Regions from separate parts of the Mus musculus genome. Here regions 2, 3, 4, 5, 6 and 7 are each linked to region 1. Evidence: chromatin contacts called from public Hi-C, HiChIP or PLAC-seq, capture Hi-C and promoter capture Hi-C data. All regions are on one chromosome and are shown on one strand. The core of a region is the stretch at or near the end of the contact, and the rest is flanking DNA. Distances in the headings are between cores, read along the strand shown. Region 1 holds the start of Ocel1 (occludin/ELL domain containing 1). Region 2 holds the start of Il12rb1 (interleukin 12 receptor, beta 1). Region 3 holds the start of Zfp617 (zinc finger protein 617). Region 4 holds the start of Zfp961 (zinc finger protein 961). Region 5 holds the start of Pgpep1 (pyroglutamyl-peptidase I). Region 6 holds the start of Ifi30 (interferon gamma inducible protein 30). Region 7 holds the start of Mast3 (microtubule associated serine/threonine kinase 3).

Region 1 (4,192 bases), core at 694-3,193:
CCATATGAGACCTCAGACAGGTCTATGAACCTCATTTCCCCTTCTGTAAAATGAAGGGATGCTTTTAGGTAGCTGCACACAGTAGGTGTCTAATCCATGTTTACTCCCTGGAAGAACTGGTGTGGTTTCCTATTGGAGGAGGAGCCCGCCACCATCTCCAGGACACTCAGAAGTACACAGAGTCTTCACTGTTGCTGTCCTGCTGGTCATCAAATTTGCGGATCTGGGCCTTGAGGTGCCTGAGTTTACCCTTCAGGTAGTTACAGCGAGCCTGCTTATCCAGGAAGCCAGGATCCTAGGGGGACAAGAGTTGAGGAAGTCCTCCTGGCACTGTAACCAGAGGCCCTCAAGCTGTTCAGCTTTGATTACATGGTCCCAGTCTCAAGACAGCACCACACACACACAGCCCAATCTGTGACCCCAGGAGTCTCCACTCACCCCTCGCTTCTTCTCAAACTCTCTCCTGACATGAGCTGCCATGCGAGCCTCCTTCTGAAAGGGCAAGGTGGGAAGGGGCTCAGAAGGGCCACCATGACCCTGACAGCATGCCACCCAGTAGAAGCTGCACAGCCGCAGGAAGCTGGGGCACAGGAGTTCCTGGGCTGACCTGGCTTCGTGGCGGGGGCAGCGACAGCAGCAGGGCCTCCAGTTGCTGGAGCTTAGCCTGTGTGGCCCCCACCTCCCGCTGGAGCTCCGAGAACTCGCCATACTGGTCCTGGAACACTGCGGCATAGCGGCTCCGGTCCCTTCTGTTGGTCACTGGTGGGTACTTACTACCAGGTTGGAAGGGGTCAGTCAGTGTATAAGTAGAGGGAAATCTGTCTTTCCACCCATCATGGCAATTGGCTTTTCTTCTTCTTTTCTTTTGGTTTTTTTGAGACAGGGTTTCTCTGTGTAGCCCTGGCTGTCCTGGAACTTACTCTATAGACTAGGCTGGCCTCGAACTCAGAAATCCGCCTGCCTCTGCCTCCCAAGTGCTGGGATTACAGGCGTGTGTCACCACTGCTAGGCCCGGCAATTGGCTTTCCTTTGCCAGTGCTGACCACCAAATCAAAATGCCTTCTACCACCAATTCCGTTTCCTAATTTCATAAACTCTTATTCGCCCATCAAAACCCCAGCCTCAATGCCCCTTTCTGTTTCCCAGGCATTAAGAAGCTCTGAGGGAACGTGGGTATGATGAATTCAGGAGACTAAGGTAGGGGCTATCTTGGACTAGACGACCAGACCTGGTCTTACAACGAGTGGGCACTCACAGCTCGTAGTCAGGTACTGGGTTGAGGCGGGGTCCCAGATCTCTGGGATGCTTCTCAGGGTGCAGTGGCTCCCGGGGGCGCAGCTCATCCGCAAACACGATCTTCCGGGGCCTCACGCAGAGCTCTCCCGGCCCGGGCTGGCTCTGCGGCCGTCTGGAGCGCGGACGCTCCGGGGCAGGCATGCGTGGGGCTGCAGCTCTCTGGCGCCCCCTGGCGGCAGGGCGCGAATTGCAAGTGGCTTCCGGGCCTGAGAGCCTGGCCAGAGGACCCCGCCGGCCGCGCCTGGAGGCGGGACCTGCATGTATTTGCATACGCGAGCGCGGTTGGCTGGCCGCGCAACCCAGAGTGCGGATCCCGGAAAGGGGCACTGACGAGGCGCCGCGACGTCACCGCGGCGTCATGCTCGAGAGTGGCTGGCGGTGCAGCGCGGGCCCCGCCCCATTCTTGAAACCGGAAGAGCGCAAAGCAGCGGAGGGCGACTGGGGTCCGAGTCGAGACGACCCCTTCGCCTCTTGCCTCGCGGGGTTACGGCCCACAAAGCTTCCAGCCCCCGCCCGCCTGTGGTTATCCGAGGATCCCACTCGGTGTCACCTGTCCCAGAGCCCCGTCTGGCCCTGCCGCCGGGAACGCAGCTGTGCAGGAACTGCGGGTGGAGCCGTTGGCACGGGCGCTCGGCCGCTAGGGCGGGGCTCTCAGGGTGGGCGGAGCCTGCGGCGCGTGTTCCTCTCTGGGTTGGAATCAGCCCTTCACTATGCTGTTTGGCCTATTCATTTACCCCAGTCTATTGGGAAAATAAGGTAGTTTTTTTTTTTTCTTTTCTTTCTGCTTTTTTTTTTTTGTTTACCAATTTATTTTTTTCTTTAGCAATTGTATTATTTTTGTGTGTGTGTGACCTTGTACATACTCAGAGACCAATACAGGTCGTTGAGTGTCGTACAGCCCTACTTTTTTTTTTTTGACAGTTTCTCCGAAACCTGATGGTCCCTGTTTAGGTATTCTGGCTGGCCAGCGGGCTCCAGGTAGATCTGCTTGTATCTCCCTCCTAGCACTGGGTTGATAGGTTCCTGCTCCCCACCTCTGCCATTTTACAAGAGTACTAGGGGTTGGAACCTAGATCTGCATACTTGAGTCACACTCTTACACTGAGTCATCTCCCTAGACCCTAAGAAGTGACGTTTATTATGCTAACTATGTGTGTGTGCATGTCAGACTCCCTGAAGTTACCATTACAGTTAATATATTTATTTTTAAAGATTTATTTCATGTATATGAGAATATTGTAGCTGTACAGATGGTTGTGAGCCATCATGTGGTTGCTGGGATTTAACTGATGACCTCCGGAAGAACAGTCGGTGCTCTTATCCACTGAGCCATCTTTCCAGCCTATCTATCTATATTTATATACACACACACACACATATATATGTATATATATTTTTTTTTGGTTTTTCGAGACAGGGTTTCTCTGTGTAGCCCTGGCTGTCCTCACTTTGTAGACCAGGCTGACCTTAAACTCAGAAATCTGCCTTCCTCTGCCTCTCAAGTGCTGGGATTAAAGGCATGCACCACTACTCCCGGCCCAAATATATTTATTAGTTTTTAATTTTGTTTTTGTTGTTGTTTTTTGTTTGTTTGTTTGAGACAGGGTTTCTCTGTATAGCCCTGGCTGTCCTGGAACTCACGCTGTAGACCAGGCTGGCCTTGAACTCAGAAATCTACCTGCCTCTGCCTCCCAAGTGCTGGGATTAAAGGCGTGCGCCACCAGTGCCTGGCTAAATATAGTTTTTGATTGGCTTTTTTGTCCCTAACTCTTACTGCTTATTTTGCTCATGCTCTGGGGTGGAACTCAGGCTGTCAGGCTTTGTGGCAAGTGTCTTTACCAACTGAGCCGCCTGACAAGCCTTTCTTGTGCTATTTTTGGAAGATGGAGTCAAGGTCCCACTATGTGGCCCTGTCTGGCCTATAATTTTCTGTGTATACCAGGCTGGCCCTAAACTCAGTCTGCCTCCCTAGGGAGGGGATCTGCGTGGCCACTGCTCTCCCAGGCAGGTTTTAACTTTTCTTCCTGTTTTTGAGACTTGGTTTTGTTGTGTATTGTAGGCTGCCCTACGCCTTTGGAGCAGAGTGGCCAGGTGAAGGGCTGTAGGCTGACTTCAGGATAGAGGTGTCCTGGCTGGCACCACCCTGCAGCCCAGGCACCCCCTGCAACACACACACACACACACACACACTGCTAGCACTGAAGACATGTGGGTTGGTGTGCAGGCTTTCTTGTTTTATTTCAGCCTGGGCATGATTCGGATAAACAGGATCATGCTGATGAACACGAAGCACACGACAATGAGCATGGCCCACAGCAGCCAGTTCACTGACTTCTGTGCATGCTGCTCCAATCTCTCCGACTCCAGCTTCAGCTTCTCCAGGTTCTGGTCTGCCATCTTGAGTGAATGTGACAGGGTCTGTGGGAGAAGAAGGGGCTGTGTCAACAAGACTGAGACCCAAGTATGACTTTTCCTGAGTAGCCTGTGCTTCTGGTGCATAGTGTGACCTCGGCCAAGCATGCTCAGCTACCCCCTCCCCCTGGGCTTTAACAAACTCTTGCTCAACCAGCAAAACACCAGTCACAATGCCCCTTTTTTGCAGAGCTTTCTGAGGCAGACAGAGGCAGCAGTGTTACCACACCTGATTGTCCTTCTTGATGACACTCTGGGCAGCCAGTGTGTTGGTCTTGAGGCTGCGGGCCAGGCCTAGCATCTCCTCAGCCAGCTTTTCCTGGAGGCCCTGGTGCCTCTGGAGGACGAGGTCTAGCTCGGATGCTGACTGCCTCTCATCTGCAGGTCTGGACCCCTTCGCACTGCTGACGCCACATTTGTAGGTCCCCAGTAGTGATAGGTAAAGACATCCATGTGGCCCTTTCCCAAGGATCCCAGGGCCCAT
Region 2 (3,944 bases), core at 1,031-3,530, 560 kb after region 1:
ACACAGATTTTGCCTGAGTGATTTTGGAGACAAATGAGGTTGTGGGAATGGGTCCTCACCAGCACCACAGGACGTGAGAAACATTGTCCTCAGGGCCATCATACTGCCAGGAGCACTCATAGTCTGTCTTGGAAACCCTGTAGCAACTCAAGTTCCTGGGTCCTAAGGGTGAGCCTGTGGGAGATTGTGGCGGTCTGAGAAGTGGGGCTCCACAGTGTACCACCATCCCTGTGTCCCCATGCCTTCCTCCAATCCTGCCCTTGCTGGACCTCACAGGGACAGGGCTAACTTCCACCTCAGCACCTACCTGCACAGGAGGGAGGGGGAGCCCCCTAAGCAGGATAAGCAGAAAGACTTTCCTTTGCACACGGGCAGCCCTCGGCTTCCTACCTGCACAGGAGCTGCACCCCTGCCCTGCAGGGTAGACAGGCTGATCTTTACCTCATTAGCTAAAGATGACTATGAACCCCTAGTGCCCCACACTACCCCTTACTCCCACTCCCGGAGTCTTCCAAGGCCTGGGATAACAGCGGATTGGGGACCCTGTTTCTTGGGGTTCTTTTGTGGTATTTGTTAAGAAATATAAATACTTCCCTTAGGGACTGAGTGCAAATATGTAGCTGGTAATTGTCCCAAACACTGGCCCATCTAAATAACAGGTGCTTAAACCCTGAGACCAGGCTGCAAAGGAGGAGGGGCCAAGGCGACCTATGTTCATGAGTGCCTGAAAGGGACCAGCAGGGTCCAGTCGTGCAGGGGCTGGGAAGGAGGGACACACATGGGGTAACATGAGGCAGAGTGTGGTGTGGCTCTCAGCCTGGGAGGACCTGTGTCGGACCTGAGGCTCCCTCTGGGAACGATGTCTTCTCAACGCAGCAGCCATCACCTGGGCCTGAGGCTGAAAGACAAGCGTGAGTCCTGTGAGCCTGGGAGAGCACAGGAGCGAACATCAGCTTGCCCACCCCCGAGTCCGTCTGTGTCTGTTTGCTATCAGCACAGCAGCCTGCAGACCCACACATCCCTCGCCCACACCCCTACCAACCCACCCAATTCACCCACCCCACACCCCAAAAATCCACCCACCCACTCAAACGCTCATTCTCACCCAACCTGTCTACCCACCCATTGTCCATCAGTCCGTCCTCTCTCAGCCGTCATCCCTCCCCCAGGTGGCCCATGGGTCCCTCTGTGACTGCCAAGGGCACACACAGGAAGGGGGGTGGGGCAGCACATTTGCCCTAGAAAAGCAAGCTGCTGAGGAGGGTAACAGCCCCACAAGTGCACGATCCTGGTAGTCAGGGGCAATAACAGTCCCCGGGGGATGGTGATGTCCTGTGGGGATTCCACTGAGGTGTTCCAGCACCAGGGTCTCCCTAGAAGCCTATGTAGACACAGAGTGTAGACACACCAGGCAAGGACGCCAGCCTAACTGGAAGCATGTCAAGATTGTCCGGTGAAATTGGCCTTTTGGATTCTAAGGTGAGGGTCTTCTTCCCTCCCCTGGTGACCCCAGCCCTGCAGCCTGAAGTCATGCTTCCCTCTCTGCCGCCTCAGGTTCTAGGATGGTAGCCCTCTGTAGGAGGGGCCCTTGCCTCTTGCTATGAGTAGCACATGGTATCCTCCAAAGGCCTGCAGCTCTTTTGCTGGGGCAATCCTGACTGCTATCCCTGGAGCCAACAAGCTACAGATGCCTGGCCTACAGAGGAATAGAGAGGCATAGAGAGGCATAGAATTTGCCCAGAGTCACACAGCAGCCATGACTGAGGTGGATCCACGGGGCCCCGGCCCTTCTCAGCCTGGTCCAGGCGTTGTCCTGATAGGCACGGCCTGTGCATATCCCATGTATGAGAGTCTATGGCAAGCTGTGTGCAGAACATGCAATCTTCCATGTGTCTGCCATCCCTTGAGCTTTTCTTGTTTAAGAAGATGGGAGATTGGAATGGGTCAGACTCCTCTGAGAGGGGAAACTCAAACCCGGACTTAAGTTAGATCCAAGGCCACAAGGACAAAGAGGAAGACGGCCTCAGAAACCACCAGGCCATGGAGCCTGTAGGCTGCCAGGGACCCCTCCCTACCCAGGAGAGTGGTGCAAGGATTGGTGGGGACTCACCGCCTAGCTGGCAAAGCAGGAGGAAGGTGATGTGTTTGCTGGTCCCTGCCAGCCCCATCATGTCCATGAGGAGCCGAGTCGTGAGGCCCCAGGAACTTCTGCAGGGCTGAAGGGGCCCAGCCGCCTTGTCCACGCTCAGAAACACACTGACACTGAGAGAGAAAGAAAGTGAAGAGGGGGAGAAGAAAAGAAAGAAAAACTCATTGTCTCCAGGCCAGTCAAAGTGAAAGCAAAAGCCAGGAAGTCAGCCCAAAGGTGGGGGCCCCTCTGCACTACAAACCCACCTTGGGGTGAGTAAGCCTAGAAATCTCTTGGAGGGTTTTTTTTGGGGGGTGGGTGGGGGGTGGGGACAGGGTTTCCTGTAGCTCAGGATGAACTTAAATTTACTCTGTGGCTGAGGCTGGCCTTGAACTCCTGCCCTCACATCCCTAGTGCTGAGATGACAGGTGTGTATCACACCTCTCCTGATCCAACGGGGACTGGGGATGGAGCCCAGAGCTTCCTGCATGCTGTGCAGATAGATGCTCTAGAAACTGAGCCCCCACCTGCAGGTTGCATTTTAAAGTCCATTTTCTAGTACAGGGAGGTTGAGATAAGGGATGGCCATGATTTTTGTGGGCAGCCTGTACTATATAGACAAAAGGAAGAAAGAAGGGAAGAAAGAAAGAGAGAGAAAGAAAAAATTAAGTGGTATGACCGTTCTTTAAACATGTCATCAGGGGAGGAGAGAAAAAAAAAGATGTTATCAAAGCACGGTGGTGATGGTCCACACCTTTAATCTCAGCACTCAGGAGGCAGAGGCAGACAGATCTCTTGAGTTTGAAGCCAACCTGGTCTACAGAGTGAATTCCAGGACAGCCAGGGCTACACAGAGAAACCCTGTCTCAAATTAAAAGTTCCAGGGCTCACACAGATGATAATCTTTTGTGGGTTGGGCATAAGGGGAAACTGAGGCCTATACAGATGAGTTCATGGTGCTCTTTTGGGGGGAGGGCAGCTTGGAGCAGGGGCTATGTTCTCAGGACAGCTGGCTCAGCCTGGCCCAGGGTCAAGTGTCCTGAAGGCTATGAGGTCAGCAGCTCTGGGACAATGAGGCTGTGTCTCTGCCCTGGCACACTCCACCCGTGTGACCCACACAGACTGGCTCCCTGGTGCTCACAGGGAGGGACCAGGGGCTGGGGGAGGGATGGAGTCAGGGAGATGGAATAGACACACAGGGAAAGCCAGGTGCAGTAACACAAACCTGCCATCCAAGCACTTACCTGGAAGGCTGAGGCAGGGGTACTGCTGTGAGTTCTAGGCCATTCAGAACATTCTAGGTCGTGGAAGAGTATAGCATGAGTTTGACCTGCACCCTGCCCCCACCATTGTCTTAAAATGGCCTGCTCTCAGAAAGACTGCTATGGCTGACTCCACATCACAGATAAAGAAACTGAGTCCAGGGGCCCCAGTTGGAGGCAAAGAGATGGAGTGATTCAGCATCACGGGGGCCAAACTTGGTTCTTTGGGAGCTGTCCACATTCTGCCACCATTGCCTTCACACAAATACATGTATCTGTCTCTGTTTCCCCCAACAAGCTGCATGTGAAGGAGGCCGGGCTGGGTGAATGGCAGCCAGGCAGCTATAGTCGGTGCTTGGTGGCAGCAAGACCATGGCCTCAAGCTTCTTCAAGTGCCAGGCTGGGGGGCCTGCCTAGCTAGGAAGGACCTAGGGAGCCATGGAGGGTGTGTGAGGTGGGGAGGAGATCCCAAGCACACTGGGGTGCTGAGTTTCCCCTTATTGAGGTCACATTGTGGGGCACTCACACGTGTCTTCCTCCCCCACCCACAGGCT
Region 3 (3,837 bases), core at 243-2,742, 550 kb before region 1:
ATCAGTAAAGATGGAAAAATTACTAAAACATTTAAACCACATGTAAAGAAAGACATAGCCACTTGATAATTAATAGTCAAATAAATACTAAGTGGATCCCACTATATACCATGAGGACAAAGTTCAGTCAATTAAATAATATTAAGTGCTGATCACAGAAAAGTTACTCAGGAATAAAATTTGATATAGAGTTGAGACTGTAGCTCAGTTGGTATACGGTAGATACTTGTCTAGAATGCATGAGGCCCTGGGTTTAAATTTCAGAGCTGCAAAACCAGGAGCTAGTGATGTGCTCATAGAATCCCAGCACTTGGAAGGTAGTCATAAGACTATCAGAAACTCAAAGTCAAGCTTGGCTGTAAACTAAGTTTATCAACAGCCTAGGATATGTAAGATCTAGTCTCAAACAAAACAAAAACAAACAAACAACAAAGCAAAACAACAAAAAAAATCCAAAACAAAGAAACCGATACGTTTGCAATTCACTATGATTTGAACTTGACCACGACTTAAAGTCCAGTCGTTTCCAAAAAAACTTTTATTACTGGAAAAAGGAGCAGAGGTAAGAGCAGTATTTAACCCAAGAGTAAAAGATAAACTTGAAAACCCTCAAGTACCATACTCACAGAGATGACGAAAATTGAAAAGTTCTTCCTCCGACCTTAAGTCAGAAGGGATAAAGATAGTCTCGTCATACTCTATAAAGGGATAATCTACCAAGAGGATATTACAATCCTAAATGCGGGAGCCGCATGTACCCATGGAAAAGAACTGTGACTGTCCCCTGAGAAGTTCCCTCACATCTCGGTATGTCTCAGTTTTCCCAGGTTCACTTCCATTAATCTCTGCGCTTAAGATCTATATTAGACATGTTTCTCGGGCCTGGAGAGATAACTCGGTGTGTAAGAGTGCTCGCTGAGCAAGGGTGAGAACCCGAGTTCAAATAAAAAACACCCAAGTAAATGCCAGGCATGGGGACAGAGCCCGGAGGATCGCTGGAGCTTGCTAGCAGGCAGCCTAGCCACAGGTTCAGTAAGAAACCCTGTCTCACAGGAATAAGGCGGGCCGTGACAAAGCAGGACACCGGGTGACCTCCCCTGGCCTCCGTGCATGGCGGGGCGTAAATTCTCACTCGCAAGAATTGTCTCCTAAACTTCCAGCTCGGCTCCACATCATCCAGCCTCGGAATCCCGCTTTCGACTGACTTTCCCTAAGGGGAAAAGCAGCTTTTCTGGAGCCGCAGGCGACAGTGCGCAGCCGCCCTTCGTCCCCCGGCGCAGCACCGGGATCCCGCCGCCCGGGACCAAGGGCGCCGCGCACAGCCCCGCCACTCGCCTGGCTCACCATGTCTGTGCCCAGGCCTGCCGCGGCTCCACAGAGGCTCCGGAACAGGCACTCACACGGCCGCGGAGGCTCAGCAACTTGGACTTCCTCAGCTGAGAGCTGTGAGGAGGGAAGCGCCAGCAAGAAAGATGGCGGGTGAGGAACTTCCGCTCCTCCCGCCGGCGCTGCTGATTGGCCAGCTCACACACTGGTGTCTGTACCGGGAGTTTCCGGCGGACCTCCCGACCTTTCCTAGGGTATGGCGTCATACAGCCAAGGACGCTAAACCGTCCGGGACTCCCACAGTTGGTTACTGAGAACCGCCCGGAAGGGAGATGGCGGACAAGGCGCTGCCTCTCGGCACCCTACCTGCCGCTCCTTTGGCCCTTATTGCTGGGCCCACAGATCCAGTCTCCGAAGCCTAAGTGACAGAATAAATTTATTCTCCCTCTTACTGACACAACCACTCCCTCTCCTGTCAACAACACTAATGAGATTCATTGGGACACACAAAGACATAAAAGATGAAAGAATTCGAGAGGGACAAGAGCAGGTAAAGGTCTGTGTGTGTATGAATATAAACAAGATACATGAATGAAAATGTTATATTGAAACTTTTCGTGTAATTAATACACGCTAATGACAACATTAAAAAAACTGTACTTTCCAGCAATTAAAAAAAAGCTTCAGCAGCTCTTCCACAAAGGACATTCTTTTTAGAAATGAGGTTTATTATAAAGTGCCTCAAGCCATGCTCAGCCCTGTAGGTGGAAGTGACATTAGACAGAAACAGTACAATTTATGCAGCTCTAAAAATAGGGCCTTAAGCCGGGTGTGGTGGTGCACACCTTTAGTCCCAGAACTCGGGGGGGGGGGGCAGAGGCAGGCGGATTTCTAAGTTCGAGGCCAGCCTGGTCTACAAAGTGAGTTCCAGGACAGCCAGGGCTATACAGAGAAACCCCGTCTCGAAAAAACCAACAACAACAACAACAACAAAAAACCAACCAACCAACCAACCAACCAACAAAAAAGGCCTTAAAAGAAGGGGCAGGGGGCCAGGCGTGGTGGTGCACGCCTTTAATTCCAGCACTTGGGAGGCAGAGGCAGGCAGATTTCTGAGTTCGAGGCCAGACTGGTCTACAAAGTGAGTTCCAGGACAGCCAGAGCTATACAGGGAAACCTTGTCTCGAGAAAAAAAAAAAAAAAAAAAAAGAAGGGGCAGGCTTCCATTCGAAGCCTGGCAGGCGGGTCTGGGAGGAGGTGATGTGGGGAAGGAGGTAGAGGAGATGAGGGGCAGGCAGAGGTGGACAGACTAACCTTGAGAAGGGGAGGGGAGAGCAGAAGAGCCTGAGATACAGCTTTCATTGTCTGGACCAAATCCCAGAGCTATCTATCTTCCTAAGGTGTCTCAGACTACTCCCCAGAACAAATAAAAAGGTCTGATTTTTTAAAAAATTACCTTTTAGGGGGCAGGAACTTTCATATCACTTGATATGTTTCAGCATAGTGTACCTGAACGGGAGCAAGGACGAGCCAGGTACTATTGAGAACTGTCACAGCACAACACACTGCTTAACTCTGTCCAAGTGAGGGCTGCATAAAAGTTACGAGATTGGGCCTAAAGGAGCAGGCTGGTAAAAACCAGCCACTTTGGCCCACCTTGAGGGCTGTTGGATCTCACAGAATCCCTGGACAAATGGCTGAGGTGCCTATTAATAGATAAAGCAGCCTCTGGTCAACTCTCCCAGCACTTCTCACCTTACTCCCTACCCTAAACCTCCACTGCCTGAGGCTGGGCTTCCTTTCCCCCAGCCTCTGATCCTGTTATCTTTTATTTCCTGGATCTCTCTTGGTCCTCTTTCCCCATTCTCTCCTCCCCTGCTTTCGGCAACCTCTCCTCTCATGGTCCGGTTCAGTCTGGACGCTTCTAGATTTCTTTGGCTGTATTGTTTCTCCTGTCTACAATGAACCTCTTCAACCATACCAAACAGCCTTCATGTCAAAAATTTTCATTCAGGGAGTAACCATTTCAGAACGCAGTGTTTTGGAGATGCCAGTACCATGAGATGACCACCAAGAGCAGCAGCAGCAGTGGAGTACAGGCATCTGGAGCCTAGAGGACGACGCGTGTGCTACAAAGGGCATGGCTGGAGAAGTGACCCAAGTCCTTGGAGGAGCCCAGAAGATGGTGAGTTGAATCCCAGACATTGGAGGGTTGGAGATTGATTTTTGCTTTTGATTGTGACTGTGCTCTGATATTTTCCCTCTTGAAGGAAGAAACTGTTTTAGTGGAGTCCACAGTTACGAGACTTTTAATTGTAAAAAGACTTTGGATTTTAAAAGAGATGGATATTTTAAAGAGATTGAAAATTTAAGAATATGTAAAGACTGTGGGACTTTTAAAGTTATTTAGACCTTGGGGATGAGTAAGAATGTAAGGGTTGAGGCTTACTAGTGATGTATTTGTGTGTCAAGTTGACAAGGGGTCAATTGTACTGGCTAGTTTTGTGTCAA
Region 4 (4,315 bases), core at 1,253-3,752, 580 kb before region 1:
GAGGACTCCCCCACGTTCTGACTCAGGAGAAACAGTCTTGCTGCAAACTGCAAGAGGACTTTTAATTCAAGAGTGCTCTCGGGCCCACGGTCATACACCATACATGGGTAGAGGACCGTGGCGCCCCCCAAGTAGCTGGGTAAGGGGGTATTTAAAGGAAGAAACCACAACTCAAGGAGATGCGGAGGGCGTTGTTGGAAAATACCAAAAATACTAGTTAAGAGTCACAAGGGAGTACAAAGTTACAAGTCACGAGGAATACCTGGTAATTGTGCGAGTTATTTCTCAAGACAGTTTCTAAGAGCCCCTAACAATAGCACATTTGCATAGCCGGTTCCAGCAGGTCAGGGTGGGTCAGGATGACTTTCTTTGAATGAACACTCCTTGAACCCAGGAAGCGGGTGGATGGAGGAATGTCGTTATCTGTTTTATGATTAGCATACCTTGGAGCATTGAGTCACAGAGGTCGCATTCTCAAGCCTGGGCCTAAAGGTCTAGAATTTTGCTTTTGAGTTATACTTTTTCAGTTCTAGGGCCACATAGTGAGACCATCTTAAGGGGCTGGAGAGATGACTCAGTGGTTAAGAGCGCACGTTACTTTTCTAGAGGTCCTCGGTTCAGTTCCCATGTCCCCACATGGGTCCACTCAAAAGATTATGGAGAGTTTAAATTATTGAGGGCTGTTTTTTGGCCCCTTGAAATTATTAAAAAATCCTACAATTCTTAGTCAACCACTAGCTTACATCAAACCCAGAATATCTGAGAATGTTACATACAGCATCAGAAAACTCCAGGACTGAGTTCACACTTGCTTTAAACCTGAGGCCCACTGACACCTTTGATAAACACTTCCTGACTCTTGTTCCTTTTTTTTTTTTTTTTAAAGTATTTTCAAGGTGGGGTTTCTCTGTGTAACCCTAGCTGTTCTGGAACTCACTCTGTAGACTAGGCTGGCCTCACAATCAGTATCTGTCTGCTTCTGCCTCTTTAGTGCTGGGATTAAAGGCCTCCACCACCACTCATGTGTCCACAGCGAGACATAGAGGGTTGTTTGGGGGTTCCAGTCATGGCCACTCAATAAACTATGCCTGTCTTCCTTGTTGAGCTGTGTTTTTTCTGCTAATATGCTCTGTATTATTTATTCTTCGATTGCTCTCAAAGTGTCACTTCTGTTGTGGGACTGGGTCCTTGTTTCTGTCCACAAGCAAGACAGCTGTTACAGGGTCCAGACACAAGTTATGAAGTAGTACTGGTCAGTTGGGGGTTACAGTGGGCCTCTTACCCCCACCTCTTCTGTTTGTGGTGTACCAGGAAAAGGAGAAACCTACAGTAACTGAAGGTAAATTTTTCCAAGAAGATGTGATTTTTTTTTGTTGTTGTTGGGGGACAAAAGCTCATATATATGTTGCTTTTCTCGAATCCTAGAAACACATGGTCCCACCAGGTTTGTGCCCTTCCCCCAGCCTTGAGCAGGCTAAAGCAGACCTTGTTTGCCACTGCTGGCTAGCCCAACTGGGGTAGGGTCTTCTGACCTAGGTGAAGCTGCAGCTGCAGCTTCCTGCAAGAAGCCACTACCAGCTGAGCCTGTTTTCCTGATGAGATCCTGGCAAAGTGGGGGATGGGTTTCCTCCCTTTAAAAACCAGACTCAAGAATTAAACACTGGGCCTTGCTCAGAAACTCTGTCTTTGTTTCATTCCTCTCTCGTCTGTCCTTCGCATCCAGCCCCAGCTTTCTTTTCAGGAACCCAGTTCTCCGCGGCTGCTGGTGGCTATACAGGGTTGGGAATATTCACATAGGAAATGCAATTTTATAAAAAGTAGTAAAGGAAAAAGAAAGAAGGGGCTAGTGGGATGGTTCAGCTGAAAAGGCGCTTGCTGCCAAGCCTTAGACTGGCGTTCTCCAGGTTCCACAAGGTGGAAGGAGAGACCAGACTCAGATTACTGCCCCATGGGCACCTCGATAAATAAGTGTAAATTTAAAACATCAAAAAGAACACAAGCCGGGCGTGGTGGCGCACGCCTTTAATCCCAGCACTTGGGAGGCAGAGGCAGGCGGATTTCTGAGTTCGAGGCCAGCCTGGTCTACAAAGTGAGTTCCAGGACAGCCAGGGCTACACAGAGAAACCCTGTCTCGAAAAAACAAAACAAACAAACAAAAAAAAAAAACACCCCACAAAACCAGCCCAAAGAGCAAATTAACTCCGTGGGGACCCTACATAGTCCTTTCCATTTTACCCCTGAACACAAGCATACATGATCCCCTTTTACATTGCGGTTCGGCTGCGGGCTCTGGAAAAGGGCACCAGAGTCGGTTTGCAAACTCTCGGCAAGTCCCGAGCTTCCGACTGCGCAGAGCCCGCCACTCCTCTGCCCTCCGCTCCCACCCGCGTCTCTGAGATGCACTCACCATGGTGCACTCTCGTCTTGCCTGAGCTGCGCTGTGGCGGGTGTCACTGCCGCGTACCTTGCGCATTGCTAAGCCGCCAAGGACAGCGCCGAAAATGGCGGCGCCCGGCCTCCGAGAGGCTTCCCGCTGCTGATTGGACGGCTCTGCTATGAGCGATTCCGATTGGCTTTAGAGTCCCTGATAGACAGGACCAGCGACCTATCGCCTTCAACATAGTCCGGAAACTGATGTTCAGGTCTGGGGTTCGCAGAGGCACCCCACAGCAGGCTCAGGTCTGACTGGGCTTGTGCGCCTGGCTGAAGGTGAACGAGTGAGTTAGAGTTGCGGGCTAATCCTAGACTGTTTAGTGAGAGGTTAACCTGGGCTGCAGGAGACCTTGTTTCCAAAAAGGACACAAGAAAAGCCAGATTTATTCGCGGAAAATTGGGTGTGATGACACACACAACCTGCCATCCCAGCACTGGGGAGATGGAGGGAAGAGGATTTGGAGTTCAAGGCCGGCTACTATAAAAGTTGTTGTGGGGCTAGCCAATGTAAAGCTTTCTTAATCTAAGGCCAGATGAAAGGACAAGGCCAGGGTCAGACTTGACAAGGTCCGGGTTGTGTCCAGAGAAGCGAGTAAGTCCCTCACCCCCAACCCCTTCTGTAACCCCACCCCACCCCCACAACCCAGGGCTGTGGATATCATTTCTAAGGCCACTATGTGCTTGGTCTGTGATGTATTTCAGATATCCTGTGTTCCTTTTGTGTAGCATTACTGATAAGGTTCCCTGTTCAATTGGGACTGGTAGAGGTGACTTGGAAATAATTAGAAAGTAGATAGGCAACTACAGAAGCAGAATTGCTCTTTAATCAGAATGTTGTGGGATATTAGCCAGAGAAGATTGCTTGGACATGGTTTAAGCCAATAGAATGTCTTTATTAACTGGTTGGCAACTACACTGGATGTTAAGGATCCTATTGTAGTACTGAGGGCCTTTCTCAGGGTGAGCTCTTAAACACAAAAACCATATTCCAGGTCAACATGCTTCAGTTAGCAAGATCAGTGAGCCAGAAGCAAAACTATAGAAGCCAAAAAACCAAGGTTTGTACATTTAGAGACTTTCCCAGAACTATAGGCTTTGATTGGCAGGTGGTGCTGTCTATGTGCTGAGTTTTACAGACCAAATGTCAACTCCATCATGGAGTCAGTGGTCTCCATGCTCCTAAGGTCTGGGGCTTGTTCTAAGAACATCTGAAGGGCAGCAGTCTCCCTGAGGAGTAGAGACTGCAGAGATACCACCAGGCACAGTCTTTAAAGCTATGCTTGGCCCTTTCCCCCAACCCTGTCCTGCAGATGAGACCTCCTTCCTGAGCTTCACCCCTGGCTTTAGTTTCAGGTACTGAGTCTCCTCAGGCGATCAAGTGTGATAATGACCTACTTATCGGTTGGTCTTCTCTTGGTCCTCTCTGAGTCTTGGGGGTGCCCTTGACAGATGTAACTGTGATCTCTCGCTCATCTATGGGAATGGTGTCATTCATACCCTCTCATTTCCCCTTGGGATACCTTTTAGAAAAATCTCTACTGAGGCTGTCTTTGCTAATTTGTAGGTTCTTCTTTCTTCCACTCCTTTATATACACTTTTTTCACCCTATCAACCCCCTAACACTAGGTAGAGAGAGAAAAGGATATCAGGGAAAGGGGGCAACATCACTAGGCTACTTCCTGCTAATTATGGGCATTGAGTTCCTTGGGGACAAGTTTGCCCTCAGGATAGCTAATTTCTTCCTCATCTTGTTTCTTCTTTGTGCATGACTACTTAACAAACCATTGCTAAAACTCCTGAAAAGACTCTTTTCCAAGAAAGGGCAAATGAAAGTAGTGTTCCCAGGAAGGAGACAGTCACTATTATGACTTCACAGGGTCTA
Region 5 (4,254 bases), core at 289-2,788, 710 kb after region 1:
AATCACAATAGAGGATTACAGGGTAGGCAGGGGATGTCCCAGGTACCCAAATGGTGGTTGGGCACCAGGTCAAACACCAGCCTTCAGCAAAAGGCTGCCTTGACAGGCTAACCCTAAAGCAGCTGAAGTGACACACACCATAGTAACAAATAAGATTTTTTAAAGCCGAGCGTGGTAGCGTATGCCTTTAATCCCAGCACTCAGGAGGCAGAGGCAGGCAGATCTCTGAGTTCGAGGCCAGCCTGGTCTACAAAGTGAGTTCCAGGACAGCCAGGGCTATACAGAGAAACCCTGTCTCGAAAACACCAAAAAAAAAAAAAAAAAAAAAAAAAGATTTTTAAAAATATGAAACATTAGAAAAATGGGACCTCCTTAAGATGAGCCTAAACGATGTCCAGGTAGGGGATGGAAAAACAGCGTCCTTAAAAGGAGATGACAGTCGGAGAAGGACTGCAGGAGGAGGAAGTCTGGGCAGTGAACAGCTAGATGTGCAGGTGAGCAAAGGCTCTGGGGTAATAAGGTGCAACCTGGAGCCAAGGAAAGGAAGTATTCCAGTTAGCCATGTTGGCAGAGAGTCAAAGCTCTTCCTCCTGCGCCCCTCCCTCAGCTTTCTGCTGAAGTGACACTTCTGTCTTCCTCAGAGCCATGCCTCGGTGTCCTTGTTTGTAAACTGTGATGAGTGAACACAATCAAATTGTTCCCCCGCCCTATGTCTTACAGGAAGAGAAACTGAGACTGAGAAGGTTGGAGCGGAGCACACTCCCATTGCCCACTTACGTGTTGGAGGCACGTTTAAAATTCAAGTAGGGGGAGGGTCCTGGCAGCGAATAGGCGTGGCCAGGCAGGGGGACCAGGGGAGATGGCCTGGGCTGGTCGATACTTGGGGCGGGGCATGGCTCCAGGTACCTTGTGAGCCCTGCGGCCACAGGGAACCTGGCGGTGGTAGACTGGGGGCGGAGCCTAGATGGAGACCCGGTATGCATGCCCAGCTCAGTGTTTTCAGTGGCATAAAGGGAAGGGGGGTCGGGGTCGTTGCCCTAGGTGGGTTCAGGGCGGAGTAGATTTTAGAAGGAAGAAGTTTCAGAGAGCATGGCCTGAGCCAGGGATGTCATGGGTCGCGGGTGTGAACGTGGACTGCGGCCTGGCCGAGGGGCATTGGAAGGATCTGCACTTGCGTGGGAGTAGGCGGAGGTACATGACCTGGGCCCAGTTGTTTTAAGGATGGGTTTGGGAGTGTCTTGGGAGCTTGGGACCTGGCTGGAGCGTGACCCCGACCTGAGAGTTTGGAAAGCTCCAGGCGTGTGATTCTTGGGGGCGTGGTGGGTCCCTTACAGGACCTGGAGGAGGGTCTTTGGAAGACTGGGGGCGGGGTTGGCTAGGGGTGTGGTTTCTAGGAGGCGTGGCCTAGGAATGGCCTGGCCCGGGCGTTGGGGTCCAGGGTGTAGTGGTGCGCTTGGGGCTCGGCGGAACCCGGGGGGCCGCGCAGGGGAGCGTACAGCTGGTCGGGGGCGTGTCCGGGGCGTGTCCGCGCAGGCCCAGCGTTAGGGGGCGGGGCCGAGCGGCCGGGCGGGGCTCGGGGGTCCGTGTCCGCTCCAGTCCCTACAGCCAGGATCCTAGAGAGTGCATTCCACCATGGAGCAGCCGCGGAAGGCGGTAGTGGTAACCGGTAGGTGCATCTGGACCGGGGCGGCGGGGCAAGTGTTCGCGGTTGCCAGAGGTTTGCAGTTGTCGCCGCCCGCGATAGCACCGTTCGGTCCTGGTAACCTGGAAAGTCCGGGGTCACGCGGCCGGGAGTTCGGAGTGCGCGGGGACTAGGGTGCAGACAGGTCACCTCGCGTACTGCAGTCCCTCCCTGCCTCTTCAGAGCTCTGGCATGTCCCCACCCGCTGACCCCGGGGACAAAGGCGGGTTTACGGCCAGGAAAAGTCCCAGTGACATACGATCCGCTCAGCTTCTGCTCCTGGCACCTTGTATTGTTGGAGGGGCCTGCAACCCGGTTTGGGGCAGGTGTTGGGCCTGGAGTCAACCTGACCCCGGAATGACCCAGGGACTCTAGAGACCAGCTCCTACTGTCACCAGCACCCCCGGAAGCCAACTGTTCTTATTTCCAGGCCTTGGAGGAGGGCACTCGGGTTAGCCTCTGCCCTGAGAGGCCACAGGGAGTGAGCCAGGAAAAACTCCCACTCCTACAGGTGTTTTATAACTGAGAAAGGTTGGGACTTTCTCCCTGCTGTTCCCTGCAGTACAAGTGTGAACGACAGTGTCCCTGATCCATTGGAGCATTCTGGGGGTGGGGGTGTTTATTTGGTTGGTTGGTTTATTAAGATAGAGTCTCATTCTGTTGCACTATCCTGCTGACCTGGAACTTAACTCTGTGACCAAGGCTGGCTACAAACCCAGGGTGATGATTTAGCTTCAAACTTCCAAATGATAGGGTGAGCAGCATGTGCCACCATGATGAGATGCCCCAAGATGTGTCCTCTACCTGCTGTCCTGAGGTATGGTGGCTCTCTCTTAACCTCTTAACACTGGCAGCAGGCTCTTACCACCTGAGTTACACTAACCCAGGTTCTTAGATGTGTGTGTGTGTGTGTGTGTGTGTGTGTGTGTGTGTGTGTAGAGGTTAACCTTGGGTGTCATTACTCAGGCTCCATCCACCTCTGTTTTGAGAAAGTGTCTCAATTTAGGACGCATTCAGAGGTAGCATTTTTCAACCTGTGAGTCACGACCCCTTTGTGGGCCAATTGACCCTTTCACAAGGGTCACCTCAGATTGTGGGGAAACACAGATTTTTATATTATGATTCATAACAATAGCAAAATTACAGTTATGAAGTAGCAAAAGAGAGAAAGAAAGAGAGGATGGCAGCATTAGGAAGGCTGAGAACCCCTGCTCTAGAGCTTGCCAGTTAGGCTAGACTAACTGGCCATAGCGCCCCAGACTGCCTGTCTCTGCTTCCTCAGCCCTGGGAATACAAGTTTGTGCCTCCTCACCTCCGGTATATGGTGCTGGAGAGCTGAACTCGGGCCCTGTGTGGCAACTGACTGAGGTATCTTTCCAGCTGTATTTATTTATTTTGAAGCAGGGTCTCATGTAGCCTGGACTGGCCTGAAACAGTCTTGGAGTCTGGGTCTGCACCATGGCACCCAGAGGCCAGTGGGCTGGTTTTTGTTTTTCTCAATTTAACTTTTCTTGGCAACCCAGTGGCTAGAGAAGGAGGCCGAGTTACCCATATGGGATAAATCCCAGCCTCTTCCCACTCCTGCTGTGTGACCTGGTAGAGTCAGCCCCCTCTCTGCGTCACTTCTTGCTCATGACAGTTAGGCCCTGGAAACCCTGACTTCAGAGGGAATGGAGCCAAATGCCACAAGGCCTTGGAGGTCTGTCTTGGTCAGAGATAGGACCTGGAGGTTGAAGGTTGAACTGACCAAAAGCAGAAGCAGTCTGGTGTCCACCCAGCCTGTCCTGGAGACACCCCCCTCCCAGTCTCTGTGAGCTAATCTTAAAGTAGTGGTGGTCCACAGCCCCACCCAGACAGTGATAGAGTAGTTGGATTTTGGCTGGAGAACAGAGCATTGAAGAGAGAGGCTAACTAGGTCCTCCCAGGTGTGAGGACCCAATTGGGACAAGGAAGCCTGTGCCTGTCACCCCAGGACTCAGCAAGTTGAGGCCACAGCCCATAGCTGGGGCATACCAGGAAGGACTGGATAAGAAGCTAGAATAGGGGTGTGTCTGGGGATGAGATTTCAGAACTCAGGTAAGAAGAGAGAATAACTTCTCTTTTCCTGTTTTCAGGATTCGGCCCTTTTGGGGAGCATACTGTGAATGCCAGCTGGATCGCTGTCCAGGTAACTCTGATCTGGGGGAGGAGCCTCGCCAGGAGCTGAGTATCTTTCCAAGTACTTAATACAATTTAACAGTGAATTTTAACCTTGACTTTTTTTTTTTTTAAACCCAAGATGTAATTCTATATAGCCCAAGCTCATGATCCTCCTGCCTCAGCCTCCTGAGCAGTAGCTGAAAACCTTTTCAATTGACCTGGTATGGTGGAACACACCTTTAATCCCAGCACTTGGGAGGCAGAGGCCAGCCTGGCCTACAGAGTGAGTTCCAGGACAGCCAGGGCTACACAGAGAAATCCTGTCTCGAAAAACAAACAAACAAACAAACAAAACAAAACAAAAACAAAAGAAAAGAAAAGAAAGGTGGAGTGTGTTCCGGCGGGTTCCCTGTGGCTGGGGAGCAGGCGCCCTG
Region 6 (3,875 bases), core at 948-3,447, 600 kb after region 1:
CAGCCACCGGCTTCGGCTTCGCAGAGCCCTATAACCTGTACGGGTCCCTGAAGGAGCTGGTGCTGCACTACCAGCACGCATCACTCGTGCAGCACAATGACGCACTTACCGTCACCCTCGCACACCCTGTGCGTGCCCCCGGGCCTGGCCCACCGTCTGCAGCACGCTGAGCGCCCACCTCGCCTGCCTCCCTGTCCATGTCTGTCTCCAGATCCCCTCCCCTGGTGAACACGCGCAGGAGGCCATCCCTCCCGCTGCGCCTGCCATGTTTACAGAGGCTGTGGGGCCACTGGCCTGGGCGCCCTGAGTTCTTCAAGCCATATCCCCGGGGTTAGAAAGGAACCGCGCTAGGTGGTTTCCAGGAACTCAGGCCTGGACACTCGGGGCCGGGCGGGACCCGCCCCGCGGACCCCAACTTCCCCTCTTAAGGTCGAAGTGAAACCAGTCACAGGGGGTTACCCCGCAGCTGCCGAGAATCTTCCCCACTCTGGCGGGCAAAATACAAACTCTGGCCCTCGCCCAGGCCCTGCGCTGTTCTCCAGACTGTGCAATCGCCTCCCCTTTGGGACAAGGGCCCTGGGTGTGTCCCTGCTCCCTGGACCCCATACCTGCCCAGGGCGGATGGGCAGCAGGTTTTGTACGGTACATTTATTGATACGAATATGAAACATTGTACCTGTTGGCTGAGTGTCTTTGGGGACTGGAATTCCTAAACCCTGTTGCGAACGACAGACTTTGTCCTGCCAGTGGCCATGCCCCATACCCATGTCCTGGCCTGCCAGGGACCCTAAACCCAAGAACAGCCCCTCTTCTGCTGCCCCAGCTCCAGGGTGCTCGGACAGACACAAGCTGTGACGCCCATGTCGTCCTTAACTTCCTCATCAGGAAGAAAGGCAACAACCTCCCAGCCACCCAGGCGGGTGTCGCCTGTCCCTAGTCTCCCTGATTTGTGAGGGGAGACCAAGCTCTGGCCCTCTGCACACTTGCTGACCAGACCCCAGGATCTGTGCTCATTAGCAAAAGTCCTGCACTAGGGTAGGAACACATCAAGACTTAAGCCCATGAGTACTTTGCCAAGTGCTCCCATTCCCCCTCCAGCGCGTTTAGGCTCAGCTAGGACAGTAACGGACAGAACCCGTCCCTGACCCACTACCCTATGGGTTCAGTTGGCCTTGGTCCATGCTGCATCCTGCAAGTGACCTAAGACAAACAGCACCTTGTGACCCCAGAGCCTGGGAAGCTGAGGCACAATCACAAGCTTATTAGCTGGGGAGACAAATCAACAAAAGAGAAAACAAATGTTATCCGTACTCGTGGCCTCAGGGGTGGTCTCTGCCCAGCTTGCAGAGGGGTGAGGGTTGGAATCAAGACTTGGTTAGAACAGAACTCAGCATGTAGCCATCCCAAATCGCCATCCCCTCTAGCTTGCTGTCTCCTACACAGAAAACCCGGTTTTCTCACGCTTGGAGCTGGAACTTTTCCTGCTGGTGCTGCTGTTCTGTGGCCTGTCACTGCTCCAGGGACCCAGGGTTCAATTCTCAAACTGACTTGGTGCAGAGGCTCTCACAGCATGATCCTTTCCTGGCGACTCTATCCACAGTCATGTGTCACTAGCACCCCATTTCACAGACTGGGAAACCGCAGCTGATGGAAAAGGACAGTGTCTGGAGTCCAGGCACATCTCCAGTCTCACACTCAGTTGCTGGAAGCAAGTACCTCAGCTATGTCCTCAACCCAAGCCAGGGCCCAGAACCAGAGATGGGAAGTTGCCCTGCCTAAGCTAGCTTCTTTGCTGTGGCCTGAATCAGCGGAGGTGGGGGGATGTGCCGGGCGGGCGGGGCTGGCTTGCTGTGACCTGGAGTCATGGCAGTAAGAATTAGTGATGAGAATGTGTCACTCCCCCACCTCCGCTGGGCTCTGGGGAAGAACATGAGCCTCCTGTCCCTCGGTCTGGTCGTCACTGTCTGGAGTCCCCCTTCCCATGCCTGATCCAAAAACTTCACGTGACCAGACATGCTAGCCGCGGAGGACTGGAGGCTGGACAGAGTCTTGTGGCCTCGTGATTTGGGACCAGCACCTGGCTGGGGCGGAGCCTTCAGGAAAGGAGTCCCAGGGTTAGAAGGAGCCTGGATGGGGCGTGGACTTAGTGGGTGGGGCCTCCACTTGCTTAAAGTCTCCCGCCTTCCTGGCCTGACCAAGCAGTCCTGCCAGCTTTTTCCTCCGCAGCCATGTCCTGGTCTCCGATCCTACCATTTTTGTCCCTTCTGCTTCTGCTGTTCCCACTCGAGGTTCCCAGAGCAGCCACTGCGTCCCTTTCGCAAGCATCCTCCGAAGGCACAACCACCTGCAAGGTAGGGACCGCAACGCAGGAAGGGGCCCAGGGTCAGATGCCCGCCAGTCTGTCAGCTTAGGGACTTCTCTGCACTTATTCCGTGAACTCGTTTTGGGGAACTCCAATGTCTTCAGGGAAAGCTGTCACGCCCAGGGCCGCCACCCCTAATCCAGTCCCTGAACTCTGAGTACCGTGTCCACGTCCTTTCTCTTCCCCATCTCAGGTCTGAAAAATGCAGCTATCCCCTGCCCGCCTTGCCTGAGCATTTATCAACCACCTACCGGATATGTCTGAGTGAAGAGCTGAGGGATGGGCACGCGCACGGGGTGTGTGTATGTGTGTGAGGGGGGGTGTTCTGCTCCAGACCTGTTGAATCACTGTCTGGTCTCCACCCTCACACAATTCTTGTCGCTTACGGTGTGCGTTCCAGCCGAAGAAGAGAGGGGGCTAGCGTGCTTCTGACCTGGAGCAAACACATGCCCCGCACGCCTAGATCCTTGCTCAGACTCGGCCCGCCCTCCCCGGGGACCGGAAGTCTCTGCACGCATCAGGCACCTTCTGTGTCTAGTCGGGCATCAGACTGGGTGAAGTTTCCCTGGGTCCCTGGAGAGGAAGAATAGAGTCTTCGTGGGTGAAAGGCATCGCTGTGATGCGCAAAATTACAGAGGTGGGGAGGGAGGAGGGACGGAGAGAGATCAAGCGAGAGAGCATGTATTTGGCTTCAGAGTGTGCATCTCTGAACAGACAAAGCTGAGCGAGAGAGCAGCAACTAGAAATATGCATATCTTTTTTTTTTCTTTTACTTTATTTTACTTTATTTTGATTTGGTTTGGTTTTCTGTTTTGTTAATGGAGGGGACAGAGTCTCAGTGTAGGGCTGACTGTCCTGGAACTCACTATGTACAGCAGGCTGGCCTGGAACTCTTCCTCTGCCTCCCGGGTGCTAGTGTTGTCTTAGCACTTCCTGAATATAGTTAAAGATTGTGCATTCGCTGAGCACCTACTGTTTGAGAGCCTGTCAGGTTCCGTTTTGTAGATAAACTGTGATTGCGGAACAGGATCTAGAGTCTCGAAAACCTCAGAGGGGGAAAAAAAAGCCTGGCGGTGGTGGCGCACGCCTTTAGTCCCAGCAATTGGGAGGCAGAGGCAGGCAGATTTCTGAGTTCGAGGCTAGCCTGGTCTACAAAGTGAGTACCAGGACAGCCAGGGCTACACAGAGAAACCCTGTCTCTAAACCCCCCCCCCAAAAAAACCCTCAGAGGGCCCGGGATGTGGCTCACTGGGAGACTGCTCCCCCAACACGTGCAAAGAAACCTTTAGTCCCCAGTGCCACAAGGCTGAACGAACTATAAGGGTCTTGGCATAGGGCTGCCCTCTTCAGGGGTGACCGGGGCCATACCTCACCAGACACCTCTCTTCCTTTCAGGCCCACGATGTGTGCCTCTTGGGGCCACGCCCATTGCCCCCTTCACCACCTGTCAGAGTCAGCCTGTATTATGAGTCCCTGTGTGGAGCTTGTCGCTACTTCCTCGTCCGGGATTTGT
Region 7 (3,962 bases), core at 520-3,019, 580 kb after region 1:
GGCCTGTCCTTGTGACTCAGAACTTGGGCTCTAGCCACTCCCTTTCTCCAGGTCTTTCCATGATGTAGTCTTCAGCTTTTGTCCCCTCATGCCACCAGCTCCTCACTAGAGGCTTAACCCTCTATCCCAGCTTCTCAAAGGTCTTTCTTTGCTTTCCAGGACAGACATGGAGGCGCTCTAACACCATCCATGGCTCCCTGTTGCATTTTCAGTGAGCTCCAATCCTTATTGCAGCTGTGTGGTTAGCTCAGCGAGCACCCTCCTCCCCATCTGTGACACTCTTTCCCCATGCCCACTGATTCTCTTCTTTCTCATGGTCAAAATTATTATGTTGCCTGTCTGCTTGCCTTCTTTGCTATTTCTTGAGAAAGAAATATCGTCCAGGCTGGCCTTAAGTTCCTACCTGTACCCCTCAAGTCCTGTGACAACAGGTGTGTGTTACCACCTCCAAAAGTGTGGTGAGGGCTGGGATGGAGCCCTCCATGCCAGGCAAGCATTCTGCCAGCACAGCTATATCCCTCTTTCTTTGAAGTTACTCTTTGACATTCTTCATCTGTCTCCTTATCTGAGATCAAGGACTACCTTGAAGTCACCCCTAGATGTCCCAGAGGCAGGTAAACTGTAAGTGTTCAATAAATGTTTATCAAGTGAATAAATGACTGGATATGGGTTTGTGCTGCAGCCAGCAGCATGGGAAACGCCTGACGTGGCAAAGAGCCTGGAGGAGACGTGGCAGAGTCTCAGAGTGACTTGACAAGGATGAGTTGGGGAAAACCTGGGTGCATGTGCCTCAGTTTCCCCAGCTATCTTCTTGCACCAAATATAGGATCTGAGCTTCAAATCCGAGCAAGGCTCTGATCCGGTGTCTAAAAGTCCAGGGAGTCGGGTGCTGTCAGAATGACCACTGGCTACCTAGGACCTGGGGGAAAAGGACATATTCCTTTGGTTTGTAGTATATATGACTTATCGCCTTTGGTAATGGCTTTCGTGGCCATGCACACTGCGTTCATCGCAGACATCATACAGATGGGAAGGAAAGGGGAAGAGCCAGGCAGGGCTAACACCTCCAAGTCAGAGGGCAGACCCGTCACAGCCTGCACTACTAGCACCGCCAAAGCTCTACTCCGCCGTCCAGGCCCTAGCAACGCCCCACCTGCTTGTTGTGGCCCTAGCGACGCCCCGCCCTCACCGCGCAGTGCCCTAGCAACGGCCAGGTAGCCCCGCCCCCCCAATGCTCAGAACCATAGCAAAGCCCTGCCTGGGCTGCTGAGGTCCATAGCAACGCCTCGCTCTCCTGTCAGGGTGCCTCTCCTGGTGCTTAGAGCTCTAGCAACAACCTGCCTGTGTTGCTGAGGTCCATAGCAACGCCCCGCCCTTGCTACCTAGAGCCCTAGCAACGGCCAGGTAACCCCGCCCCCTATGCTCAGAACCCTAGCAAACCCCTGCCTGTGCTGCTAGGGGGCCTAGCAACGCTCACGTTAGTCCCAGAGCCCTAGCAACGTCCACTACGCCGCGCCGATCTGCTCGGGGCCCTAGCAACGCCCCGCGCTGTCCCTCAAGGCCCTGGCAATGCTGGGCACCGACAGGCGGGTTCTAACTGCGCTCCATCCCAGCGCTTCCGGCAGAGCTGTAGCAACAAAAGCTCCTTAGTTGGGGACCCTAGCAACGCCCCGCCTAGCACTGTAGCAACGCCTCGCCCCCCTTCCTCCTCCATCACGACGCCACGCCCCCTCAGGCTCCGCCCCGTGACTGGGCGGGGCTCCCAGCCGGGCTTCCTCCTTGCTACCGCGCGCGCTCCTTGTTGCCCGCGGCCACTGGGCCGCTCTACGGGGCTCAGGCCGAATCCGGCCGATCTGGCCGAGGCCCGGGCAGACGGAGGGCGGCAGCATGTCCGACCCCAGCTACTGGACCGCGGTCGCGGCCCCGGGGCACCGCAGCCGCCTGGCCAAGGGTGCGCTGCTACAGCGTTCCAAAAGGTAGGGACGGCTTGGGGCGCAGGGTCTAGCTGTGGACGCCGGTATTTGAACTTGGGACTCGGGCCTTGCAAAGCGATGAATTTGGGAAGAATGAAGCAGTCTGTTCTGGACACTCAGCGGAAATGTTGGCGCAGATGCAAATACTCATGGCCCAGACTGACGAGTGGGTGGCAGGTCTACAGCCAAGAAGGCATGCTTCTCCTCGGCCCAGGTCCTCCTTTGCAAGGCACAGAGGCCAAGAGAGATGGTGCCTCAACTGTCGACCCAGGTTCTAATTGTAAGATAGCTTTTACCGTGCGGTGTGACTCCAGGTAGTTCTTCAACCTCTCTGTGCTTGTGTTTCTCTGTATTTAGGTTAGCATAGTTGGGAAAAGTCTGAGATGCAAGGACCCTGAGTGCTCGATCCAAAGCTTCGACTGGGCCTTGAGATAGTGTGGTGCCTACCATGGCTTACAGGCCTTTTAGAGCAAGGAACAGTGTAAGCAGTTGGCATTTAATGTGTGCTCAAGTGAGATGATCCAGGTTCTCTGAGGCGTCCAATATGGTTGTTTTCAAGGTCTTGTCTAAGCATAAGGGAAAGGAACCAACCAGTCTCATTGGCTACCGGTGCAGGACCATGGGACAGCAGGGCAGGGAGAGGATGTGGCTGCCAGTGTGTGTCGTGTGCAGAGGGGGGGCGACAGGAAGTCTTGCAGGGCCCTTTGGGTTCCGCTTCTGCACCCACACTTCAGCCTAGGGGGCAATTCTTTACCCTCTTGGTAGCTGGTAGCCCCGATTTCCCTGTGTGAAGAGCAGGTACAGTTGGTGGGTCCCCCAGCTCAATGCTGGTTTGTACTGTGTCCACACCTGTGGCTTAGCTGACTCTGGGGGCGTGGCCTCCTGTAGGCAGGCTCTTAGAGCATAGGTCCCCCAAGGCCAGCTTCACAGGGTGTGTTGATTTTGTGCACCTTCTGGTTGTCCTGATGGGGAAAACAGAGCCTCCTGCAGCAACAGACAGGCTGGGCTCAGCTCCCTAAAACCTATGCCCTTTGCTGCCTGCGGCACCTCCTATCTTGGCCTGCAAACTGCCCTTCTGTTACCCAAAACCCTCCCTGCCTCCTTAGGGCCCCTCCTGTCGCTCCCTCCCTGACACTTTTACAGAGCTGCGTTGGTGGAGGGCTGTGTGGGCTGCTCTCCTTGCCTTCAGTCAGAGCCGCCGTTGCTGGGTGACTGTAGGGGGCTGGGAAGGAGGGCAGGATCCCTGTGACTTCAACTCTGCCAAGGTGGAGGCGAAGCTCAGGGTCTGGTGGGCAGAACGGGCCAGAGACCTGGGCTGGGGGATCAGGGCAGGTGGGCCGAAAGGGACATGGGTTTGTATGTAGCCCACACTGTAGCCCCCAATTCAGAGACTGGATTGAAGGGGTGTGATACCACAGACTGAAGCATTAGCTCTTTGGCAGGATCTTGGGAAGGTAGGGACAGCAGGTTCAGGGACAGGGAGGGGGAGTGGAGCTGGCTTCCTACAACCACAGCCTCTGGGCATCTCCTGTCTCCACCAGACATCTGGGTGTGCCTGGCTGCCATCATGGTGTAAGATGAAAGGCCAGGGGCTGGGAAGGAAGAAGTCAGTGTGTCCTAGTCACCTGACAGTGTCCCCACAAGGCTAGATGGGTGTTCTCCCACCATGTCATATGGTGGTAATGAGGATGGAAAGGGAACGTTGAAACAGTTTGTGTCCCATGTGTCATCGTAGGAGATCAGGCATTGAGAGTCACCTCTGAGTCTGTCCCAAGGCCAGCCTGTGCTATATGAGACTGTCTCAAGAATAAGAAGATATGTTTGTGCTGGGTGTGGTGTCACACACCTTTAATCCCAGTACTTTTAAGACTGCAGAGGCAGGTTCTGTGAGTTCAAACCAGCCTGGTCTACAGAGTGATTCCCAGGACAGCCAGAACTCCACTGAAAAACCCTGTCTCAAAATAACAAAAAGAAGGGGTATTTGCCTAG

Evidence for each region. A called contact is a pair of places that touch in the nucleus more often than the background predicts. HiChIP or PLAC-seq counts read pairs in DNA pulled down with a chosen protein or histone mark. Capture Hi-C pulls out chosen DNA fragments and counts their contacts.
Region 2: an H3K4me3 HiChIP or PLAC-seq map of fetal liver shows a contact between it and region 1, with 3 times the contacts expected there. The contact joins the promoter of Il12rb1 here to the promoter of Ocel1 in region 1. A contact is called at or near these places in 4 of 39 promoter capture datasets (hippocampal neurons, liver, pre-B cells and 1 more), 2 of 484 Hi-C or Micro-C datasets (embryonic stem cells and neutrophils), 17 of 115 datasets of contacts at active chromatin or transcription factors (astrocytes, bone marrow-derived macrophages, cardiomyocytes and 11 more) and 2 of 9 other capture datasets (embryonic stem cells and macrophages).
Region 3: a Hi-C map of forebrain shows a contact between it and region 1, with 5 times the contacts expected there. The contact joins the promoter of Zfp617 here to the promoter of Ocel1 in region 1. A contact is called at or near these places in 1 of 39 promoter capture datasets (hippocampal neurons), 2 of 484 Hi-C or Micro-C datasets (forebrain and uterus), 2 of 115 datasets of contacts at active chromatin or transcription factors (astrocytes and memory CD8 T cells) and 1 of 9 other capture datasets (liver).
Region 4: a Hi-C map of the MNK3 cell line shows a contact between it and region 1, with 6 times the contacts expected there. The contact joins the promoter of Zfp961 here to the promoter of Ocel1 in region 1. A contact is called at or near these places in 1 of 484 Hi-C or Micro-C datasets (the MNK3 cell line) and 1 of 115 datasets of contacts at active chromatin or transcription factors (memory CD8 T cells).
Region 5: a contact with region 1 is called in a promoter capture Hi-C map of adipose tissue, with 2.0 times the contacts expected there. The contact joins the promoter of Pgpep1 here to the promoter of Ocel1 in region 1. A contact is called at or near these places in 4 of 115 datasets of contacts at active chromatin or transcription factors (embryonic stem cells and pancreatic cancer cells) and 1 of 9 other capture datasets (adipose tissue).
Region 6: a capture Hi-C map of embryonic stem cells shows a contact between it and region 1, with 4 times the contacts expected there. The contact joins the promoter of Ifi30 here to the promoter of Ocel1 in region 1. A contact is called at or near these places in 8 of 39 promoter capture datasets (the 3T3-L1 cell line, the SN4741 cell line, cranial neural crest and 5 more), 2 of 15 datasets of contacts at CTCF or cohesin (embryonic stem cells and large pre-B cells), 14 of 484 Hi-C or Micro-C datasets (CD8 T cells, bone marrow-derived macrophages, cerebellum and 3 more), 23 of 115 datasets of contacts at active chromatin or transcription factors (craniofacial prominence, differentiating embryonic stem cells, embryonic forebrain and 11 more) and 4 of 9 other capture datasets (adipose tissue, embryonic stem cells, liver and 1 more).
Region 7: a Hi-C map of neutrophils shows a contact between it and region 1, with 2.7 times the contacts expected there. The contact joins the promoter of Mast3 here to the promoter of Ocel1 in region 1. A contact is called at or near these places in 2 of 39 promoter capture datasets (embryonic stem cells and stem cell-derived epiblast-like cells), 1 of 15 datasets of contacts at CTCF or cohesin (large pre-B cells), 7 of 484 Hi-C or Micro-C datasets (CD8 T cells, bone marrow-derived macrophages, embryonic stem cells and 1 more), 18 of 115 datasets of contacts at active chromatin or transcription factors (cardiomyocytes, embryonic forebrain, embryonic hindbrain and 11 more) and 3 of 9 other capture datasets (adipose tissue, liver and pancreatic islet).

What each region holds. Positions count from the first base shown.
Region 1 is chr8:71,369,049-71,373,240 of GRCm38.p6, reverse strand. It overlaps Ocel1 (occludin/ELL domain containing 1), which reads right to left and starts at 1,943. Exons shown (of 4, transcript NM_029865.2): 1 at 1,256-1,943; 2 at 608-773; 3 at 439-492; 4 at 1-295. The coding sequence starts at 1,566. The coding sequence ends at 167. It overlaps Use1 (unconventional SNARE in the ER 1 homolog (S. cerevisiae)), which reads right to left. Exons shown (of 8, transcript NM_025917.4): 7 at 3,938-4,109; 8 at 3,509-3,714. The coding sequence ends at 3,532.
Region 2 is chr8:70,806,785-70,810,728 of GRCm38.p6, reverse strand. Il12rb1 (interleukin 12 receptor, beta 1) reads right to left here and starts at 2,280. Exons shown (of 16, transcript NM_008353.2): 1 at 2,111-2,280; 2 at 839-898; 3 at 60-174. The coding sequence starts at 2,177.
Region 3 is chr8:71,920,480-71,924,316 of GRCm38.p6, reverse strand. It overlaps Zfp617 (zinc finger protein 617), which reads right to left and starts at 1,492. Exons shown (of 4, transcript NM_133358.3): 1 at 1,345-1,492. The coding sequence starts at 1,347.
Region 4 is chr8:71,949,253-71,953,567 of GRCm38.p6, reverse strand. It overlaps Zfp961 (zinc finger protein 961), which reads right to left and starts at 2,502. Exons shown (of 4, transcript NM_001164581.1): 1 at 2,408-2,502. The coding sequence starts at 2,473.
Region 5 is chr8:70,657,022-70,661,275 of GRCm38.p6, reverse strand. Pgpep1 (pyroglutamyl-peptidase I) reads left to right here and starts at 1,538. Exons shown (of 5, transcript NM_023217.4): 1 at 1,538-1,666; 2 at 3,796-3,848. The coding sequence starts at 1,633.
Region 6 is chr8:70,764,985-70,768,859 of GRCm38.p6, reverse strand. Ifi30 (interferon gamma inducible protein 30) reads left to right here and starts at 2,197. Exons shown (of 8, transcript NM_023065.3): 1 at 2,197-2,351; 2 at 3,758-3,875. The coding sequence starts at 2,229. 6330537M06Rik (a long non-coding RNA gene) reads right to left here. Exons shown (of 2, transcript XR_003947402.1): 2 at 1,285-2,935. Pik3r2 (phosphoinositide-3-kinase regulatory subunit 2) reads left to right here. Exons shown (of 16, transcript NM_008841.3): 16 at 1-684. The coding sequence ends at 170.
Region 7 is chr8:70,790,240-70,794,201 of GRCm38.p6, reverse strand. It overlaps Mast3 (microtubule associated serine/threonine kinase 3), which reads left to right and starts at 1,769. Exons shown (of 26, transcript NM_199308.2): 1 at 1,769-1,976. The coding sequence starts at 1,888.